Linked DNA regions of Macaca mulatta: region 2 is linked to region 1. Evidence: chromatin contacts called from public Hi-C data. All regions are on one chromosome and are shown on one strand. The core of a region is the stretch at or near the end of the contact, and the rest is flanking DNA. Distances in the headings are between cores, read along the strand shown. Region 1 holds the start of PEX26 (peroxisomal biogenesis factor 26). Region 2 overlaps MICAL3 (microtubule associated monooxygenase, calponin and LIM domain containing 3).

Evidence for each region. Hi-C and Micro-C count contacts between places; a contact is called where the count stands out from the background.
Region 2: a Hi-C map of fetal cortical plate shows a contact between it and region 1, with 2.2 times the contacts expected there. The contact joins the enhancer-like site here to the promoter of PEX26 in region 1. A contact is called at or near these places in 3 of 14 Hi-C or Micro-C datasets (blood, fetal cortex germinal zone and fetal cortical plate).

The regions. Positions count from the first base shown.
Region 1 is chr10:33,998,420-34,002,401 of T2T-MMU8v2.0, forward strand. It overlaps PEX26 (peroxisomal biogenesis factor 26), which reads right to left and starts at 2,291. Exons shown (of 5, transcript NM_001260660.1): 1 at 1,690-2,291; 2 at 277-417. The coding sequence starts at 1,919. It overlaps LOC144331967 (a long non-coding RNA gene), which reads right to left and starts at 3,175. Exons shown (of 2, transcript XR_013399625.1): 1 at 3,053-3,175; 2 at 2,468-2,633.
Region 2 is chr10:34,168,386-34,172,291 of T2T-MMU8v2.0, forward strand. It overlaps MICAL3 (microtubule associated monooxygenase, calponin and LIM domain containing 3), which reads left to right. Exons shown (of 33, transcript XM_077950777.1): 3 at 1,252-1,459; 4 at 3,345-3,461. Among named protein-coding and RNA genes, the nearest start is that of MIR648, 73 kb to the left of the region's middle. Within about 2 kb of position 2,291, at least 9 of the 40 cell types and tissues checked have an H3K27ac peak or open chromatin away from gene starts, as enhancers often do. A contact at or near this core is called in fetal cortex germinal zone and fetal cortical plate, where this site is marked.

The DNA of each region.
Region 1 (3,982 bases), core at 1,041-3,540:
CTCTTTCAGCTCGGTCCACTCTGTCATCCCATGTCACTCCTATTCCCTGTCCCCTCCCTTCTTTATATCTATTCTACTCCTAAATTCCTCCTCCCTTATTCTTTATTGCTATGTATGGAACTCTAGGAAAAAAAGAAGAAGTGAAGGGAAAGAATTAGATGTGGAGGGCAATAGTAGGGAAGGGGAAAAGAGTAGGTATTAGGCCCAGATTGCGGAGAGGAGATGCAAATCCTCTTGTTTCTGAAATGATCTGATGAGTCAGCAAAGACGACTCACCACAGCTCCAGGACTTTGGGGGGTAGCTTTTCAGGGACCTGGTAATACTGAAGGACCCAGGAGAGGACTTCTTGCCACCGATCCATTTCTGCCAGGGCCTGGATCCCCACAACACACAGGGAGCACTTCACCTCCAAGGAGCTGTCAGCAGAAAAACCAATTTCAGTTAGAAGTGGTTCCCCTCCATTTCCATGCCCACCTCCACCTTGGGACTGTTCCTCTCCAGCTCCCAACTCAGCAGCCATCATCTCTCTCATCCCTGTTAGTACTTAGATGGGCTTCACAATTGGTCTCATGGGCTGCCCTTTCCCCCAGGAACTAAAAGTTCCTGTAAACCTCTTAAGAGGCAAGTCAGCTATTGCTCAACGTTCTTCTTTGTATCCAAGTGAAATCAGATTTAAATGAAGAGGAAGGGTAATCCTGAGGGGGAAATAACACGCATCACCGGTGTGTGGGACAAAAAAGAGCTGGAACTAAGTTTGCTCAGTGAACAAATGGGCTTGCAGCAAGGTTTCTGGCTGAATGGAGGTATAGCAACTCCACAGCTGGCTAAAAGACACCACCTAGTAAGGTTCCTCCAGACACCGAGAAGCAAAGCCTTCTGCATTCACTGAAATGAGCTTCCACCCAGTACCCTAAAACACAGCCAGGGCTCTCCAGATCATCCTTCTCTGCGGTCAGCTTTCGCTATTCTACCTAACACCTCCCTGGAGTGGCCTAACCCAACTTTACAATGCAAAGAAATGACGCTCTCACCTGCCAGACAAGGCTGGTGGCACTAGAAAGAGCAATGCAAGCCCAAGGTTTTTTTCTCCGGATTCTTTTCTTTTTCTTCTTTGTGCTAGAGAAGAGGGCTCATTATGTTACCCAGGCTGGTCTCGAACTCCTGGGTTCAAGCAATCCTCCTGCCTCGGCCTCCCAAAGTGCTGGGATTACAGGCGTAAGCCCCCGCGCGCCCGGCCCTGAATTAATTATTTAATCCATTCTTCCAATTGGACCAGAACACTGCTCCTGCCATGACCCCCATTCCCCATCATCCGCAAGGTCAGGAATAAACAACCTTGGGCGGGGCGGGGCGGGGCGGGGCGGAGGTACCTGGGAGAGGACTTTTACCACCTGCTTACTGACAGAACTTAGCACTTAATACACATTCAGCCTTCGCATCATGCCATTCTACCCTGGAACAAGGAGCAAATAATTGGCCGTGGGTTCGCCACTAAGCTCTTGTTATACGACTTCCCTCCTCTGTAGAATTGGCACACGATGAGCAACCACCCTGTCGGAGACAAACCACTGATGAAAGCGAGGTGTAAAGCTCCTTGTGGGCAATCTGGGAATGACAGAACTCCTGAGACCTTGGGCCCCACCATAAGAGCACCCGGAAATCGGTTCATTTCCGAGCCCAGCACGTACGTGCCCGCGGGTTCCTCTGGCAGGGCGTGGTTGGCCAGACTCTGCCAGGCCCGCTCGCAGGTCTCCAGCGCCGCCCGGAAGTCCAGGTGCACCACCAGGAGGTCGGCCGCCTCCTCCAGAAGGTCCACGGCCGGCGACCGGGCCGGGGCCGCGCGCACCGGCTCGCTGCTGCGCAGAGGTCCCCCAAGCCCCCTGAAGGGGGCTGCAGAGGTCGAGCAGTCGCTCTTCATAACGAGTCCGGGCCCAAGGCCCAGGTCCTCAGACGTCGGAGTGACCGCCTCCCCAGAGGCTCCGGGATATCCCGAGTTGGCCTGGGCGAAAAGGGAGAGTCCTCATCTCTGCCCACACCCCTTCCCGAGGTCGATTCCCCGAGAAGGAAAAGGAAGGGGCCTGAGGCAAAGGCAGGGCTCGCCTGGAGGCTGAGGAAGCAGTTTACATGTCGAATTTGCAGGATTCTTGCATCCTTGGAATACCTGGCCCTAGCGTCTCCGGCCCCGCGACACGTGCAGGAACTGCCTCAGCTCCGGGCGCCTGGTTACGGTCAAACACTCTCACCTCGCCTCCCAGCAGCGGGCGCGGACATCTTTGCGCTCGCCCCGCCCCGCAGCCGCACGGCGTCCCAGCGGCGCGGGGTACTCTAGGAGTTGTAGTTCCGCAGCTCCCGGCCCATCGGCTTCTATAACGGAAACAGGCGGGAGATTGTGGACTACAACCCCCAGCACGCCGCGCCCCGGAAGCCGCCCCTGTTCCGTGAGAAAACAAAGTGCGCTACAGCTTCGGAGTGGGGAAGTCAAAACAAAACAAAACTGAAGCTGTCTTGTGAAATGGAGGGATCTTCACTAACCAGTTCCAGCGGAGGCTAACGGAAGAAATGCCAGCAATGGATTTGCAAATACATGCACGCTTCCAATTCAGAGCTTCTGCGACGGCGGCGATCAGGGAATCTGTAATGTAATGTCAAGGCTGAGGCAGAGCTGATCACACATTTTGGCAACCTTAGTCTTGAATTAATTCACACTTTCTCCGCGTTGCCTCCATAGTTTGCTTTGGGAGAATAAATATTGCCTGGTGAGGATGAGGGACTTAGGGTGGAAACCTTCACAAGGATCACTGAGAATATGTTGGTCCCAAGGGCAGTGTTCCAAAGTGAATAGTGACCCCACCGACGCAGGGTTGGGGGCGCTGAGCATAAGGGCCTCATTTTCTCACTGCTTTGTACCCCACCCTGGATTTGTTGTTAGAAAACGTTAAATGCAGATACCAATTCTACCTCCCCACTGTTGTCACTTCCAATCTGTCCTTATTTTATATTTCTCGTTATCGTTTATCACCATCTACATACCAGTGTCTATATTTTACTTACTTTTTTTGTCTGTTTCCTTCCACTATGATACAAACTCACAAAGGCAGACGTTTTTGTCTCTTTTGTCACTGTGGGAACCTCAGCGCCTTGAACAGTGCGTGCCATCTATAGGTAGTCAAAAAGTATTTGTGGAATAAGTGAAGTTGTGGCTTCACTTTTATCTGGTTACAGAGTCCATACTTATCTTTCCTCGGAATCTGGTGGACTTGGTTCTGCCTCAGCTTCCCCTGCAGACTTTTCCGCAAGAGAACAGAAAGCCCAGAAGATGGATGTGTGTATGTCTGGTGACAAGGGTAGGGGATGTATGATGTGAGCAGGTGCCTGTCTAATTTCTAGGACAGCAAAAATTCTAGGGAAGCTTTGGAGAGAGTTCAAAGGGTAGAGAACTGGGGAGAAACTAAAGCCAAGAGGACCTAGTACAAAAGTGGGAAGCAAGGCAAAGCCCGAGTGAAACAGAATATAATAATGTGTGATTAGTGGATCTGTTTAAAATTATTATTATAGTTACAATTTACCACATACTCTGTTCCCAGTACTTTATTATAAAGTGCATTATGTATGGTATAGTTTTGTTTTTCACAATGTCCTTATCTTACATTGTGTAACTCACTCATGGAATGACTGTGCATGCCCTGAATAGAAAACATACTTAGTTCTGTCCCTGCAGAGCAGAGTAGGGCTCAATACACGCCTTTGAGCCAAAAGAGCCTCGGTTTGACTGAGATTTTGTCACTTACTAGTTGTGTGACCTCGGCAATTTATTTAAATGAGCTCCGATTTCCTCACCTGTACAATTGGGATAACAGTTTGTCCTTAGCTCCCGATGGCTGAGGGAAGAATTAAGTGAAATTGCGCACAAAGCGCCATGCGCGTTAAGCACTGAAAACTGTGAGCCAGGCCTGGGAAGACGGAACATGCTCAGAATCGGCC
Region 2 (3,906 bases), core at 1,041-3,540, 170 kb after region 1:
ACTTAGCAGGGACGTAGCCAAGCCCTACTGGTATCCTGTCTGAACACGGCTTTGGGGTTCTTGGCATGTCCTCTTTCCAAAGTCATCGTTCCATACTCAGTAACTGGTAAGGTATGCTATTTGCCAGCTTGGGATTTGCCACAAGCTTCCAACCTCTTCCCATCCATGTTCCAAAGGTCTGTTTTGATTCATAAGCAGGGACTTTGTGAACCAAAGTATTTCTGTTGCTTTCTTCACCACGTGGAGAAATAGGTAGGCCCTATTTCTCGAAGCAGGTAGGCCCAGGCAAAGACATGAGTTATGCACTTGCCTTTGTTGGGGTAGCTGCAAGGAAGCGGCTATGGAGAGATACATTTCCTACTTCCCTCCTTAGAAGAACACCTAATGTGAGAAGTTTGGAACAAGCTAGCAGGGACACAAATTTGCAGATGACTTCATGGCTATGTTATGTTCTTTCACGAGCTTTAATTTGTGCAATAGGGGTTACCTAGAGCCCCACCCCCAGTGGATTTGCATTGGGGTAGATATTCATCAGCAAAATTCAAGAACTGTGAAGGTGTGACATTCATGAGTGAGTACTGGACTCTACTAAGAGAAAAACAAAGCCAAAAGCATTGCACGTTTTCCTTCTGCACACACAGAGCAAACTACTTAAGATATGTGTCCAGTCTCCTGCTGAGTACTTCTCTGGAGTGTGGATTTTCAAGATCGTATTCCTGGACTTTCAGTCTAGAAATGGGGATTTTGGAACTCTTTTCAGCACATAAAACTTTGTCTTGAAAATTGCTTCCTGGGAATCATGCGTGTGATAGATTCATTCCAGCAGGCTTGAGATTGTGTACATAGGACTCTGTATCTCTTTGGACAGAAATCTGCCTGACCTAGAAACCTTCCAAACGGTCCTCTCTTGTTGATGTAAGATTGCATTTGATTTTCATATCGTTTGTTGAGATGATGGCCACTTAAATATGCTGCAGATCAAGGGCCTTCCAGGCTGTCCAAGGTGAACAGGTGCCGGGCTTGTGTCTAGCACTGATGGTTCTGTCTTCTCCATTCATGGTGATCACTAGCTCTTCTCTTCAGCCATGGCAGGTGTTCTTCTGTGACCCACATAGGTGTGAAGGTTTCTTGGCAGTGGGGAGAATAGCCCTATTTCAGGGCTTTAGGGAGTGATGATCATACGATCATGAGACTTCTTTAGAATTGTTTGTTGGAAGTGCTGCCTGCCCTGAAAGCAGCTGTGTTTTTCAGTGTCTCATCATTGGGGCTGGCCCCTGTGGTCTCCGTACAGCCATCGACTTATCCTTACTGGGGGCCAAGGTGGTTGTTATTGAGAAACGAGATGCCTTCTCCCGCAACAACGTCTTGCATCTCTGGCCATTCACCATACATGATCTACGAGGTCTGGGTGCCAAGAAGTTCTATGGCAAGTTCTGTGCCGGAGCCATCGACCATATCAGTAAGTAAAACTAGCTTTCCTGTAAGGTTCCACCCTACCCCTCGCACACGTGTTCATTAGAAAGAGATAGGTGGATTAGCTGAGGAATTCATATGCCGCCAAATTTCTTCTAATCTCATTGCTGTCTTTCTTGTAGTAAGTGCACTCATCTGGAAGTAAAAACACCTGCTATGCAGTGGTTCTGTAATTTAGGACTCTTAAATGTGAGCATATCGGTAACCTATGAAATTGTGGGGTTTGACCTGAGGATTTCTAAGTTAGGTCTTGGACTCTTACTGAGCTCTTGCAGTTTGCGGGATGGGCACTGGGGCCAGGCACTGGGGAAACGATGACCAGTTTGGGCCCAGACCCTCTGGTGGTCCTTCTTGCAGTGGCAGAAGTACACAGGCGTGCAGCTGTCTGTGCTGTGACCTGATACGTGCTCTACTAATATAAGCACAGAGTGCTGTGGGGACAGAGTCCTGGGGGAAGCCACGCTTGCAGAAGGAGCAGAGCCCTGGCCGGGCCGCTAATGGCAAGGGGATAATGGCATCCCTCTGGTTAGGTGGTTCTTGTGTGGTCTGCAAGCCCTTGCTGTACTTTTCTCACCTCCAAGCTCAGCCCGGGGCTGTGCTTTTCTGAGATCCTACAGGGTATGAATACAAGTTAATGCAATCAGCGGTGTTTGACTGTAAGTGGCCAGAAAAGCAATTCAGAACAGACAGTGTGCGTTATGAAACTGAAGGCTTTTTATTGATTATCATTAATGCTTTCAGGAAAGCTTTATCAAGGAGCCTTTGTTCTGAGCTTCTCCAGATGTGTCCTGTAAACACATTCAGTCATGGAACCTTTTGCTGTTTGCAGCAGCTGTGCCAATTTATCAGACGCTGGCTGGCAGTCACCACATTCCACTGGCAGAGGAAGCGCTGTGCCCATCTGTTGGCTGTAGTTTATAAAGCATCTTGGAACCCACAGTTCTCTGCGAAAATACTATGCTAGTGCAGAGTTTAACAAGTCTTTGGGAGTGGGACTCAGAAGGGTGGTGGCTGTGGTAAACTGGGGAGAACAACCAAGATGACGTGAGGAGGGTTTGCATTGCTCCTGGCACATTAGACCCAGTTAAGTTTGGTCTTAAGAGAGGACCAAGGGTCATTAACTCAGTGGATTTGTCTGCCTTATTTGTGGCAAGATTCATCTTAGGGTTGAGAGGGTCTTCTACCAGGGCCTAGATCTTTATCTCTACACCTTAAGTCCCTGCCATGTCTGGTGCCTACAGGTGCTCATGGACGTTGAATAAATCAATCAGTCTCACTATGAAAATAAGCAAGATTGTCAGTCATTCTGGCCTCAGTTTCCATAGCTGTAGACCAGGAGTGGCAGGGGGAATGGGAGGAGGATCTGGTTGGATTATGATTTCCCTTCTTGCCTTGTAAGAATGTGTGATGATCAACCAGGGAATGGGCTGAAAGAGACGCCCGTGGGCGGGGAGGTCATGCAGCAGCTCTGCATCTGACTGTGGGCTGTACCCTGTGGGTGCATCTGCCTCCTGACCTAGCAGGATCAGAGATGCCACCAATATGGCAGCCCCGAATTGGAAAGATGGAAAGGGATCTCCTGTAGGCCACAATCCCGTGTTGTCTCCAAGCTTTTGGTTGTTTAGAACACTGAACCCAAGAGGTAGGAGTGTCCTGTGTGTTGCTGTAGAACATCTTTTCCACTGGGTTATATTTGCCTTAAAGAAAGGAAGAAGTTACGGAGTGTGGCTTCGGAATGTCTCCTGCTACAGCAGGCTTTGGGAATCTGAATGAAGGGAGCGTGGGTGGTGGGGTGGGAGCCTGAGCCGCGACACGGATGGATACCCCCTTCTCCATGTGTTCCCACCAACACCATCTCTGTTTTCTCCCAGGTATCCGTCAGCTCCAACTAATACTTTTGAAAGTAGCCTTGATCCTAGGCATTGAAATCCATGTCAATGTGGAATTCCAAGGACTTATACAACCTCCTGAGGACCAAGAGAATGAACGTAAGTTATACTGGAGGAGTGAAGAAGGCATGAGAGGGTGTTGATGGATGAGGAAGATGAGATTGAGGGAGCAAACCAAAGGCCCCTGAGGGCTGCTTCCAGAGCTAGCCAAAGCCTGTGCCTGTGGGGACGTGGTCTGGATGCAGCCTTTGATGTCGCAGGTGCACATGTGGTGGGCCCTCTGCAAGGCTTCTTTCCTTCTGTGGTTTGTCCCCACTGCTTTTTCTTTTTTAGATGAGAGTCTCACTCTGTCACCCAGCCTGGAGTGCGGTAGCTCAGTCTTGGCTCACTGTGACCTCTGAGCAGTTCTCCTGCCTAGGTCTCCAGAGTAGCTGGGGTTACAGGTGCACGCCACCACGCCTGGCTAATTTTGGTATATTTAGTAGAGACAGGGTTTCACCATGCTGGCCAGGGTGGTCTTGAACTCCTGGCCTCAAGTAGTCTG